2 separate regions of the Rattus norvegicus genome follow, and region 1 is linked to region 2. A link is a contact called in public Hi-C data. All regions are on one chromosome and are shown on one strand. The core of a region is the stretch at or near the end of the contact, and the rest is flanking DNA. Distances in the headings are between cores, read along the strand shown. Region 1 has its middle 110 kb from the start of Asap1. Region 2 holds the start of Asap1 (ArfGAP with SH3 domain, ankyrin repeat and PH domain 1).

Region 1 (7,094 bases), core at 1,781-4,280, 110 kb after region 2:
TCATTACCAGCACATCCACTGGAGCCTACTTCTTCAGAATTCCAGCCTATACAGAAGGCCAGCCGAAACACCCAGCATTTTGGGACTGAGCAACTACTAGATTTTTGGACTTTCCACTCACAGCTGGTCATTGTTGGGTTAGTTGGATTGCAGCCTGTAAGTCATTCTAACATATTCCATAATATATATTCATATATACTTATATATATTCATATACACACACACACACACACACACACACACACACACACACACACACACACACACACACACACACACACATATATATATATTCATTGCATTAGTTCTGGTACTTTACAGAGCTCTGACTAATTCAGCCAGGAATCTGGGAGCCACCAGTTGGGATCCTGCTGTCCACTAGGCTACCAGGCGGGGCTGTGGCTGTGGCTTGCCCACATCCCTGCTCTATCTACAGACCATGTTTTCTAGGCACTGTCCTGGGTTTGATCTTTGCTTATAAATTTTTTCTACCTTTCAGGTTTGTTTACAATCTAGGGAGATGAAAGCTTTCGGAATCATTAAGCCCTAGCTCCATTTTTTTGATGGCCCATTCCCCAGTTTGGCCCTCTCCTCTCACATTTTATTGTAAGCAGTAGGAAGAAGCAGGATGGATTCTTAATGCTTTGCCTGGGAAGATTCTTAAGGAGACATTGCAGTTTGCTGGCTCTACTCTACTTCCTACATAACTACAGCAGAGAGTGTTGCTGAGATTTCTGCTGAACCATCTCTCAGCTTCCAGTAAGGTTTTCTTTGATTCCTATGTTCTTAAAGTCCAAAATTCTGTACTCTTCAAGGAGTTTTTTATTTGTTTAGGTGTCTTTGAATACATGTTTGCATGCATTTATGTATGTATGCATGCATGTGATAATTGTTTTTTGAGACAAGGTCTCTCCCTGTACCTGGAGCTCACTGATTGGCTAGACTGTCTTCCAGTGCTAGGGTGACAGGCATGCACTACAAAGCCTGGTTATTTATATGAGTACCAGTGATCTGAACTCAGGCTCTCATGCTTGTGTGACAAGCACTTTGTTCATTTGTGTTCATTAGCCCTAAGTGTGATTTAAACACTTCTTAGTATTGCTTAAACTTTTTTGCCTTGTTCTAAGGTCAATCCCACATTCTAGACTTTTGTCAGGTAAACACTCCACTCTTACACCTAAATCTGTTAGTTGTTTACTTCTGTACAGCTTAGAGTAAGCATTTTCTTACAGGTTCTGTGGGTCGAGAATCCCCGTAGCTTAGCAGATGTTTCTGCCATCACGTCACTCATGAGAATGTAGTCAGGTTGACATTCAGGGCTCAGTCTCATCTCAAGATTCAACCAGAGACTGGGAGATCAACTCGTGTGTTTACAACTGTGACAGAGGGCAGGCTGCATCCTTTTACAGGCTGTAGGACTGAGGCCCTTAACATCTCATGGGGTGCTGGAGTTAGAGCCTTAGTTCTTCACTGAGCCATGCAGGCAGGCCTCCACACAAGACAGCAGCATGATTATCCTAGCCTGAGCAATTGAGGGAGCACAAGATGATATTTAATGTCTTAAATGTAACATCCTGTAGCTAAGATTTAGTCAGTTAGAGATAAGTTATTAAAATCTGGCTATAATGGTAGGTATATACATATAATCCCAACCCTCGGGCTAAGGCAAGAAGATCCTAAGTTTGAGGTCAATCTGGGACCTTTCTATGTATCTATCTATGTATTTATGTATCTATTTATGTATTTATATATCTATCTATGTATTTATGTATCTATCTATGTATTTATGTATCTATCTATGTATTTATGTATCTATCTATGCATTTATGTATGTATGTATCTATCTATCTATCATCTATCAATGATCTATCTATTATCCATGTATCTATGTATCTGTCTGTCTGTCTACTATATACTGGCTAACTCAAACTGCATAATGAAGTTCAATAGATGTGGAGGTGGGACAAGTAGGTGTAGTGATGATTGGACTATAGAATTAAGGAGGTGCAAGTGGGAGGATCAAGAGTTTGAGGTTATCTATACAGCTACATAATGAGTTTCAAGAACATTCCAGTTAGAAATAGTCAAAACTAAATAAGAAAACAAGTCATTAGTCCAGGCCACACTCAAGGTGAGGGAGTTACCTAAAAACCTTAGTAGTGGAGAGAGAATCACTTGAAAAACCTTTGAGACTGCACACTTAAATGAAAACATTTACAGGCTTGGTATTTACTGAGCAACTACTTCATTCTACACATTCTTCTAGGTGCTTGGGACATATTAATGAGAAAAACTGACAAAGATGACTCTGGTCTCATGGTTCTCCTGGGGGAAATTATTATGAAGGCACATGTGAACAAGATATATTTGAGGAACTTCCAGAAATACGGTAGAATGGAACTTGGATATGTACTGGGCATGAACTACAAAGAGTCCCTTACTAGGCTGTGTGTTTGGATTAATAACATGAGTAAGGAGAAGTTCTGCGGGTACAGTCATATGGTATGATGGGCTCCAAGACTATCAATAGGACAAGGGTAGGCGGTAGCTCCCATGAGAGATGATGGTGCCCTCCTCCTGCTTAATGAATTAAATGTGGGACTGTACAGGTGAGTAATATTTAGAAATCGAAAGGAATGGCATACTTGTCAGATGTTACAACTTGAATGAAACTTGGAAACATTATACTAAAAGAAATATGTGAGTCACTAGAGACCACATTCTGTATGACTCCATTTGTATAAAATGCCCAGAATGGACGAGTCATCCATGGAGATGGAAAGTAGATTAGTGGTTTTCTATAATAGCTGGAGAGGATGGACGTGGGGGATGACAGCTAGAAGATACTGGGTTTCCTTTTGGGGCAATGAAAAACACAATCTTAAATTGATAGGCCCAACTATACAATTCTCTGAATATAATAGTAACAAACTACATTAAATTGTACATAGTCAAAAGGTTACTTGTATTGCATGCGATCAACAAAGATGTTTTAGAAACAGCAAACAGTCTGGGGCTATAGCTCCGTTGGTAGAATGCTTGCTAAGTGTGAAAGCATCCTGAGTTTGGCTCTCAGCACAGCATGAACTGGATGTGGTGGGATTAGCCTCTGATTTCAGCACACAGGAGGTAGAGGTAGGTGGATGAGGAGTTCAAGGCCATCTTTGGCTGCATAGCAGTTTAAGGGCCCTGTCACAGTAAAAATGACAGTGACATCAACAACTATACTAACACCATCCCAAAACCCTCCTAAACACAATACGGAACCTAAGGCAGTTCTGCTGACTCTGAGACCAGTTTTTGGAGTCGCTTATCCCTTGCTGCTCATGGTTAGGTACCTAAACCTTTTCAGATTCTGATCTAAGTACAATTTCCCTCCATTTCCTTTTTGTCTCTTCTTTCCTATTTTTATGGGAATCTCATTATCGCATTTTTTATCCTCTGTCTTATTTGCATTTTTTCTCTACTTCAACCCATTTGGGGCTCCTGGTAGTTTGTTCCCAACATCACCTATGCGCCTAAGCCAGTGTGTCTAATCCTCCACTTATGACCCCAGAACCGTGGAGATAGCGGAGATAGGATCCAGAGCTTGCTAGACAGCAGCCCAGCTACATATTCAGGGGGAGACCCTTTGTGCACACACAGAGAAACCCAAGTCTTTCAGCAATATTGAATTTCTAGTCAAACTCTGCTACCCACAATCCAGAGAGTGACACTGCATGACTATTACTAGCCACCATCAGGTTCCATATCCAATGAGCATATTTTGTGTTAGGTTTTATCCGACAGCACTCTGAACAAAGCAAACAAGTTTCACATCTTTGCAAACATTTGCAGCCTAATAGGGACATGAACAAATATATAAGCGTATAGAACAGTCAGCAAGACAAAGGAAGCACTCACAAACACACCAAACACAGCCTCAGATGCAAATGACTAGGGTTAAACCTAAGATTGGCTGGGAAAGGACAGACAGATGTGCAACCAGAACATTCTCAGCAAAAAGAGGAGTTCAGGTGCAGGTCCAAATGTGAGAAAGCATATGTTGTCCTCTAAGAAACAGAATGGGGTCAAGTCAGTAAAAACTAAGGGAAGAACAGAGGCCTGGTTAGAGACTGTGAGCTGTCTCTCATGAGCTCGTGGGTGCTGTGAAAGCATTTGGTCAGGAAAGCATCATGGCACCATTTTTGTCTCAGACTGCTCCAAATCAGCAGGGATTGTCTTGGTCTACTCTGGACAGCTGTAATGGAATCAGAGATTTCTTTTTTATAGATCTCAAAGGTGGACAGTCCAAGGTTGAGGAGTTCATGTCTGTTGAGGGCTGGCTGGGTATGCCATCTTGCAATGGTTAAGAGGTATGCAAGAGGCAAGAGCTTGACTTCAGCTAATCTGATTGGTCCATCAGATCCAAACTCAGGTGGCCATGGTTTTATATACTGAGCCCCTTTCTACCCACAAGGATGAGGTTTTTTCCTTTTAGTTTGCTCTTCCTTATGGGTTCACTTTACTGGGTCTCTCTCTCTCTCTCTCTCTCTCTCTCTCTCTCTCTCTCTCGCTCTCTCGCTCTCTCGCTCTCTCGCTCTCTCGCTCTCTCTCTTTCTCTCTCTTTCTGTCCTTCTTTCTTTTAAGATATCAGGTTCTTCTTTTTTAAGATTTATTTATTTATTATATATAAGTACACCGTATCTGTCCTCAGACACATCAGAAGTGGGCATCAGATCTCATTACAGATGGTTGTGAGCCACCATGTGGTTGCTGGGATTTGAACTCAGGACCTCTGGAAGAGCAGTTAGTGCTATTAACCATCGAGCCACCTCTTCAGCCCTTACTGGGGGTTTCTGATGGTAATATTTTTCCCTGTATCAGAAATGCTAAGAGGGCTGGAGAGGTGGCTCAGCAGTTAAGAACACTGGCTGTTCTTCTAGCACTTGCTGCTCTTCCAGAGGTCCAGAGTTCAATTCACGGCAACCACATGGTGCCTCATAACCATCTGTAATGGGATCTGATGCTCCCTTTTGGTGTGCATGAAAACAGCATACTCATATACATTAATCTTTAAAAAATGCACATGAAGGTGGGGGGAGAATATGTCATGAGGGGGAAGTCTGGGGGTTAGAGGGAAGAGTTGGGGGAGAAACGAGCAACATATATTACATGTACTATGAAGCTGTCAAAGAGTAAGTATAAATATTCTTAGTTTTCTAAACAACATACTAGCATACTGCTGCCATCTTTTAGGATGTTGCTACCAGAATAAGCTTTCACGGTGAGACAAAATTAGCCTCCAGTTCTGCCCTCTGTCTTACTTGCTTGTATTGTTGATTCATTTCTTTGAGCCTCAGACCTCTTACTAAGAAATGGGAAATCATATTACCTGCCACACAGGTTTACTGGAAGGATTTCATGAAAGAATTCACTGAAGGTTCTTAGCACAGGGGCTGGCACACTAGGCTAGTCATTATTAGCATTATCAAAAGAATAATAAAAGCTACCTCGCCTGCCAATTAGATGCATGACAGATGGTACTTGCATTTATTATTATTATTATAAAGGAATGCTGGGGTTTTATTGTAATCACTCTGAGGCTGATTGACAGGAAGCGATTCTCTGGGGATTTAGAGAAGTGTAGCCAGTTCTTGGAAACACACCCACCTGATAGTTTCCTGGAGGTGGTCCAGGAGTAACTGGTTCTTCCTGAATTAGGCTCAGAGAGAGAATACTTACAGAGCGTCCCACCCAGGACATCACTTTCTGTCTCATGTTGTCTTAGGCAGATTGTAACCTATCACTTGTTGAAATCATGGTTGAAGGTTCTTTAGGAGTTCTTTTCTCCCCTCAGTCTGAAGGATGAAGAAATAGACAAGGCAACATAGGGCATTGCAGGGTGGAGGGTGCCCATACTAAGGCAGCTTTTTACTCACAGGAGGCTGTTGTGAAGTTCCATCCAGACTCCCTGGCTGGGTCTTGGTAACAACATCTGGAACTTACTCCAAGGGGCCTGCAAGATGCCTCTTGGAGAAGCCCTTTCTCCCTGTCTTCAAAGGCTGGCCTTTAGGAATATGGACACTTCTGTGAGCCAGTTAAGAGCCAGGAGGTGAGCTCAGCTCAGAATCTCAGGGATTCAGGCATTTGGAGCAAGGGAATCTATTGGCTCTTTGTGTGTTGACCTCTGGATTCTGACCATGGCCACCAGTACCCCTTCTGTGAGTAGGCCTGAGACCTGACTGCTTGGAGAACGTGATGAGAGCTTTTCACATTCTAGAATCTAGGTGTCAGGGTCAGGAATGTTGCTATGCCCCTTGTACCTGTGTACTGTGATCAAGTTACACCTGGTGTCCTTATCTCCAAAACGACTTCACTCCATGTGAATCCTGATATGTTTGGATGTAGTTCTATCATTTTGACATTTGTTTTTATTCTTCCACGTTCTATCACTTGCCATCTTTTGAATCATTTGCACATTTTTCTCTATTTCTTTTTTCAGTGCTGGGGCTGGGGCTCAGGGCTTTGTATTCTCATACTGAGCTACCCAGCCCTGCATTACATTTGTTTGCTTGTTTTTGAAGTCTTCTGGACGGAATCATGTCACTTCGATTCATATGCTAGAACGTTAACCTCTAGCCTGATAATTGGAGATGACACATTTGAGATGCACTTTGATTTAGGTGAGGTCACGGGTGGGCCCTCTTAGTGGGAATAGGGCCCTTGAAAGAAGAGGTATGAGGTGGAGGAGGGAGGGAGCGAGGGAGGAGGAGAGGTTGTCCTCTCTGCTTACACACCAAGAGGAAGCCATGTGAAGACAGGGAGAAGGTAGTCACCACAGCACAGTATCAAAACTTTTACCAATCCTATTTGCTTCCTCATCTTAGATGTTCATTCTCCAGAACTGTGCAAAATGTTCCCAGTCTGTAGTCTTTTGTTTAAGTAGCCTGAGCAGACCAAATAATATTTTCTCTATTTTCTACCTTTAGTAGTTACTCTATAATTGTGATATTTACACTTAATATCTCATTAAATCCACATTAAATCCTTTCCATATGCATCTCAAAGGTCTTTCTATCCTTCCCCTTTTATATTGTGTGGTCAAATGTATT
Region 2 (6,907 bases), core at 2,626-5,125:
TGCAGTGAAGAAGATAAGTGGGAGTCAGCCTATGAGAGAGGAAGAACATGCCAGGCAGGGATAAGGGAACAGATGCTCAGGGAAATGACACAGCAGGTCCACGGTTAGGAAGCGCTTCAGTGGCTCCGCTTCAGGCCGGGAACAATATCTCCAGCCTTGCCATCTTGTCTTCTCTTCGTTTAAGGTCCTTTGCCGTCCTATAGGCCTGAGACCTTCCTATGGAGACCAGCATTAGTGCAGTCAGTACCAAGCCTTTTCCTACAAACATAACTGTATTTTTTTCCTGTCCCCAATATGAAGCCACTGTGCCCAAAGCTGCTCGAGACAGAGTCAGAGGACTCATGTCTGAGTCCTCCCTCTCCCTATCCCCAACCATGCCACATCATCTCTCTAGACACCACTTGGGTCTACTCTATCACCCTTTCCCGGAAGAGCAAAGCAGCAACCTAAGGCAGCTTGGCTGGATCTTCTCTTTGTTTCTGTGACCCACTCTTCATGAAGCAGACTCTTAAAAATGTCAGAGTCTACTCCTGAGACAAAACTCAGGAATGGTGGGAGAAGCCAAACTTTGTGAACTGGGCTCTAAAATACTTCTCATCCTCACCTTGCGGTATTCACCTTGGGGCTCCTGACTCTGCTCACTCCCTGGAGCCCTCCTGTGCACAGAAGACTTTGTATATTCCCATCCATTTCCTCCGAATGTCCTTCCCCTACAGCTCGGCCTAGCTACTCCTCTAACTTCCAGCCTCAGACGTGGCTTTCCCTGGTAAACCAAGAAGCGACACTGCACTCACATCCTCTTCTTCGCTCTCTGATTTCCTGGGTAACTTACATCCTACAAGTGTTCATTCTTTAGAAGTTCCCAGCTTCTTCCCAGATGTCCAGGTCCTCTATGGAATGCCAGCCCCAGGGGGGCGGGGCCTCATCTATCCTGTTCATCACCATCTCAAGGGGACTCCATGCAAGGCTTAGCCGTAGAGCAGGTGTTCCATGTATGTTTGTGGAATTGATTAATTAAATGAAAGAGCATAATCCTGACAATGAAAGATGAGGCTGAAAAGAAGAGGCCTTGAGAACAGGGTGCTATTCATCTTTGTATGACTAGTACCTCCCACAGAGGAGCCACTTAGCAAATGTTTACTGCATACAAGAATGACTCAATCCACATGAATTTGAGAAAGGCTGTCCTTTCTGAGAAAGACTTCCAAGGAGTTCCCTCTTTGGGGGACCCGTGTGTGTGTGTGTGTGTGTGTGTGTGTGTGTGTGTGTGTGTGTGTGTGAGAGAGAGAGAGAGAGAGAGAGAAAGAGAGAGAGAGAGAGAACATGTGCACATCTGCCTGAGTACACATACCAAGGAGTGAACACAGGATCAAATGGGGTCTCTCACTGTACCTAAAGCTAGGCCAAGGCAACCATGCTGTCTTCACCCACTCACTCAGTGGGTGTGGATTTACCAGGGCATCTAGCTTTTTACATGCATGCTAGAGATTTGAACTCAGGTCTTTATGCTTGTACAGCAAACACTCTTCCCCACTGAGCCATCTCCCTAACACTCTCTTGGTCCTTCTTAGGAGGCAACAAGTCGAGAGCACGCAACAAGTGCTTAGTGTCACTGTCATCATCGCTTATGTAAGGATCATTTGTGCAGATTTCTAGAAAAGCCCTTGGAGCCCATATCAGATACACCAGTGAGAGAAAAAGAAGAGGGGAGGAGAAAATGTAAAGGGACCAGGAAGATCCCATCAGACACAATGAGACCTTGGTAGGGAAAACCCACGAAAAGCACAGGTACAAGGGGCTCTCGTTTCCCCTAGACCGCAGCCACCTGGGAACAACATGGAGCAGCCAGCTGGGAGGAGGGCCCAGACTAGGAAGGCTAGGCTTGAATGCACACATTCATCTCTAGCCTGCAAGGCCTGCATTGGTATTGAAAATCTATCTGGCTGTGGTTGGGGAGGACTGGAGAGGTGTAAGGAATTTCAATTTCCTTCACCAAATGGCAAGCTTGTGAAAAAGTCCTTTCTCTCCAACATTATCACATACTAAAAATGAAAAGCCAGCCACTCAGCTTTCAAGAAGAGGAAACTAGGTGGGCTGCCTGGCTCAGAGAGAGAGGAGGACTCAGAATCGAGACTTCTGAAAATCTCAACAGCACATTCTATGTCAAGACAGTGCCGGTTTGGAGTTTGTCTGTTTGAAACAAAAAAAAATGGAAGACTAGAGAAAAGCAATTCCCCATATAACAACTACCACTATACATTTCAAATCCATTTGGTAGCTGAATCCCAAATCCACTTGCATCAGTGAACAGAAATTGGACAATGTCTTTTCTTTTTCTTTCTTTTCCTCTTTTGCTAACTCTTAAAATCATCCTTCGAGTACTTAAAATCATTATGCATTCTAAACAGTAATTTTTAAACTCCTAATCTCAAAATATGTTCTTTGAGATAACTGCATGTCTCTAAAACGGCGGCAATAACAGATAAGAGAACAGGAGAAGGTGCTAAAGTGGAGACCGTTGAGAGACACAGTAACACTTGTGGCTGGCAGATCACAATCTGGCATAGTCACAGAGGCCAGGCCCCAGAGTTTATAGACTTGGAAGTTAGCTATTCCCAGCCAGGCCACCAAGTAGTTGTGTCCTTAGACAAAACAGGTCTCTTTCTGAAACTCTTCCACATTAAAAGAGAAAACAGTTGTTTTCCGAGATTCTTTTCTTCTATGGCCCCCTCAGCCCCATTCCCAAAGGCCTTCTAGTGGCCGAGCAAGAAGACCTGGCCACTCAGGCTAGAACAGACATGAAACTGGCCTAAAAACTAAATTCTGTGTTTTACAGTCTCAAAACATTACTCAGCAATCCTGTATCACTGCTATCCTAGAATCAATTCTGCTAAAACAACCTGATGGAGTCGATACAAGGAGGAAAATGGTCTTTTGCATCAGTATGCTAAGGGTAAGGTCAAGTTAACTTGGTCTAGACTTAGCTAAGCCTCTCCTTGATAAAATGAACCCGCCCTACGAGGGCGCGAGATGATGTATCTGGATGAATTAAACAGTAGAAAACCAGATACCAGCGAGTTTCTCTTTTTCCCCCCGTTTCGTTTAAACTTACTGTTGCTCTCATAAAAAGCATCAGGTTCCAAAATTGTACAAGCGGAAGACACAAGGCACTTCTCGGTTCCCACGGGGGATTACCACCCCCATTCCCGGCTTCTTTTGCTTTTAGTGGTCTGGGGCCTGCCTGGCAGCGCCATGTCCAGGCCGGGACCCACGCCGAGGGGAACTTTCCTCCGCTGCGCCAGAGACAATGCGGCGGCCAAAGCCCGCGCCTCCCCGCCGCGCGGCTCAGAGAGCGCCCCGGGATAACCGGGAAAAGTGCCGGGGAGGAGAAGGAAAGCGCCCCAGAGGGCCGGGAGAGCGCCCGAGGGAAGGGAGAGCCCCGATGGGAGGGGAGAGTGCCCGGGAGGACAGAGAAAGCGCCCCAGCGGACTCCGAGAGCGCCCCAGCGGCTGCCCGGGCCTCCTCCCTGAGCTGGGAGCCTTGCGCCCTGGGCGCACGCCCCCAACCGGAGTCGCCTCCGCGGAACAGGAGAACGCGCGCTCCGGCGCTGCGGCAGCGGAGTTCCCGGTCCGCCCCGCCAACCCCTGCAGAGCCGGCCGCGCGCCCCGCACGCCCCCGGCTGGTGCTCTGCGGGCAGACGGGGACACCCGGAGCCCACAGGGGTGTCCGGGTGGCCGTGCAACGCCCCGCCGCGCCTGTTCCCGCCGCCCCGCCGCCTCGCCACTCACCGGGACCGGGCGGGCCGCTGGGCATTATTCCATCACGGGCGCGGCGAGGCCGGGCGAGGCGCGGGAGCCGAGCGCGGCGCAGGAAGGGGCGGGTGACCATGTGCCGAGGGGGAGGAGGAGGAGGCCGGCGACGCGGAGCCGCTCTCTCGAGCCCGCTCGGCGGCGACGGCGGGCGCGGGCTGCAGGAAATCCAAACACTTCAGCAGGAAATCGGAATCCTGACTAAGCACTCCCGGCCCGCCGCTGCCCCGCGCCGGGGGCTCCCGCCGCGCTTAACCCTTGGCCAGCCGGCACACTTCAGGGCTCAGGAGTAGGACCGTGCAGGAGGAGATGCATGGGGTGGGCCTCCTTGGCCACAGAGAGCAGAGGTGGGGCTTATCAACAGAGAACCTTGGCCTTGAAGTGGGGCTTGCTAAAGCTAGGACACCAGAAGACTGTGGCCTCTCCCATCCCGCCATGACTTCTCCTAGGCTACTTTCGCCTGTTCCTTCCCGTCGATTTCTATCTTTTTACCCAGTGCCTGGAGGGAAAACCGTTTGGGTCAGCACACCACACTGATGATCTGGCATATCGCACATTCCGGTCTCTGAAGCCTGGTTGGAGAATGGCCTTTTCCTCTTTCCTGCAAATGATTCTTCCTTAAGCCTCAGTTTCTCAAATAAGAAAGGAGTGTCATAGTCTTCATTTGAAAACAAGATGCTTAGACAGGGATGTTGGCAACATCGGTGATACCCATGCTTGGGTATTGCTGCAATCTAGAGACTTCAGAGAAAGGAGGCTTCTAACTTGTAGGGTGTGTATTCTGCATGTCTGTGTGGACCTACACAGCTCAGGGGCAGGTCTGGCCTAAGGGTGTCAGTTTCTCCTTAATTACAGGTGATTGTTTTTCTTTGAGTCTTGTCTGTAGAAGAAAAGGTCAGCCACTGCATAGACCCTTTTCTGGTGAAATTAGAAATTCACCAGGACTCACAAGATTTGAGATTTTGTTTTTAACCTGAGGGTGGGAGACTTCGGGGAGGGCATGTTAATAAGCCTTGAGATGCCCCTGGAGGTTTAAGAGAACCAGCAGGGGAGTCTGGGCAGCCATTGGGAGTGATTCATTGTGGTTTCCCCAGGAAATGCCACATTTTACCTGTAGGCTGCAGTTTGGTGGTTTTGCTTGAGTGTTTCAGATTCCTCTGACTCCGAGATTTAGAGGAAGGACCACGTGCGTACAAGCGAGAACTGAAGTGAACATGCTGGGAACTGAAACTTGGGTACCAGCTTGTCTCCCAAGGACGAACAGACCTGTGCTTGGCAGCCAAATGCATGTCTTTTCTCCAACACTTTCACTGGTTACAGGTCACAGGAAAAACTCCAAGCTGGGCTCCAGGAACCCAACCAGGGATTCCTGTCCTTCACCTACCATCCTATCTACATTTGGGAAAGAACCTCTACCGGTCTGAAGTTGACAGATAAATCACAGAGCAGAAGTTGGGCCCTCACAGTTCCCCTAACCCTTTGATCCACTTGGGTCTGGCCCCCACACCGTCATCGCCATCACCTCCCCCAGCATCCCATCCCAGAATTCTTGACTGTCTCTTTTGTTCTGACTCACAGTGCCGAATTAGCACATGGGAGCCCCTCAATTAGTACACGTTGGATGTGAGGGGCATAGACTAGAGATCCAGATCTATCTGTCATCCAAGCATGGCAATACACTCTCTCTCTCAGCTCCCTGAATCCTTCACTCAGAGACTTGACGTGGATTGTTCAGTGTAACAGAAGAAGCGCCAATGGGCTCTACTAATGGCCCTGAGAATTTAACGCTGTGAATAATTAGGACTGTCAGTTGATGGAATGTAGTCTCATTGGCACATCAGCAGTTAATTATTCCCTCCTCCGTGCTTCCCCCCTAGCATCTCTGTTCATTAAAGGTCCTACCTATTTGGCCAGGGCATGGTGGCACATGCCTGTAATTCCAGCTTACTTGGAAGGATGAGGAATTCAAGGTCCTGTTTAGATACACAGGGAATTTGAACCTAATCTAAGATACTTGAGACCCAGCCTCAAAGACCAAAAAGATTACTTGTTGTATTCGATGCTGTATTAAGTGGTAAGCCTTTCTGCAGTGAAATGAAGGGAAGACTCCACATTAATGACCACTTTCTCTAAGCAAGGCCTTGGGACCAAGGTGAATTTAATCCGTTTAACATTGATCAGGGGACACAATAGTTTCTGGGCATGCATTTGTTCTCCAAAAAGACAAGGAAGAAATTGCCATTGAGAAGTTAATAAGAGATAAGGTGTCATCAGGATCAGGCCATGGGACTGTATGGGTTTGGGTACGGGGTACCAAGAAGTTGAGTGACACTTTCTGGAAGTGGCCGGGGGGCAGGGCTTAAAGTATTCGGAACAATGAGTGTGTGTCTAGGTGACAGCTGGCTCTAATAACCTGGACTCACTTCTAGTAACATCTGCAGCTACCCTCTGTCCCCCTCCGGCACACATCTCTTTGCTTGGAGTTTCTTCAAGGTAGTAGGATCTGCCTCACCTAGTACCCTATACCCCTAGGACAATTCCCCAGCCCACAAGGGGATAAAGTCCTCTGTTCTCTAATGGGGGCGGAGGGGCAGGTCTAAATGATCTCTAGATTGTTCTCAGAGGATCATCATGGGATTGAGTCCAGTGGCCTCCAGCAGTAACTGCCTTAACCCATCCTCTCACTATTCTCCCCCCCCTCCTTTGTTCTTCCTGGGTTCACTTCCCCAGATGAAGTAACCGCACCTAACTCCTGGTCTTCAGGTTTGCTTCTGGGACAACTCAATTCAAAACAGCAATTATCTACACATCCATGGTTACTGACTGTCTGGGCACTCCCTATGTGAGTGAGCCAAGACAGCAAAACAGGCCTCATAGTTGGGTAATACTGGAAGGTTCTGCATCATTAGAAGAAGGGTGCATGTTCAGTACCAGAAAACAAAAAGACAAAAACATTTTTGCACTACTTTATAGTTAAGGAAACTGAGGCATCTGAATGTTGAGAGACTTGACTGAGGCCAGTTAGTGAGTGGAGGAGCTGTAGACGCCACACTCTTTGCTACCCATACTGCCTTTCCTGGCGTTTGAAGCCATGGGTA

The links. Hi-C and Micro-C count contacts between places; a contact is called where the count stands out from the background.
Region 1: a contact with region 2 is called in a Hi-C map of the A7r5 cell line, with 3 times the contacts expected there. The contact joins the enhancer-like site here to the promoter of Asap1 in region 2. A contact is called at or near these places in 2 of 12 Hi-C or Micro-C datasets (the A7r5 cell line and the Rat2 cell line).

The regions. Positions count from the first base shown.
Region 1 is chr7:98,084,196-98,091,289 of GRCr8, forward strand. No RefSeq gene overlaps it. Among named protein-coding and RNA genes, the nearest start is that of Asap1, 110 kb to the left of the region's middle. Within about 2 kb of position 3,031, at least 7 of the 93 cell types and tissues checked have an H3K27ac peak or open chromatin away from gene starts, as enhancers often do. A contact at or near this core is called in the A7r5 cell line, where this site is marked.
Region 2 is chr7:97,978,075-97,984,981 of GRCr8, forward strand. Asap1 (ArfGAP with SH3 domain, ankyrin repeat and PH domain 1) reads right to left here and starts at 3,876. Exons shown (of 30, transcript NM_001044245.2): 1 at 3,789-3,876.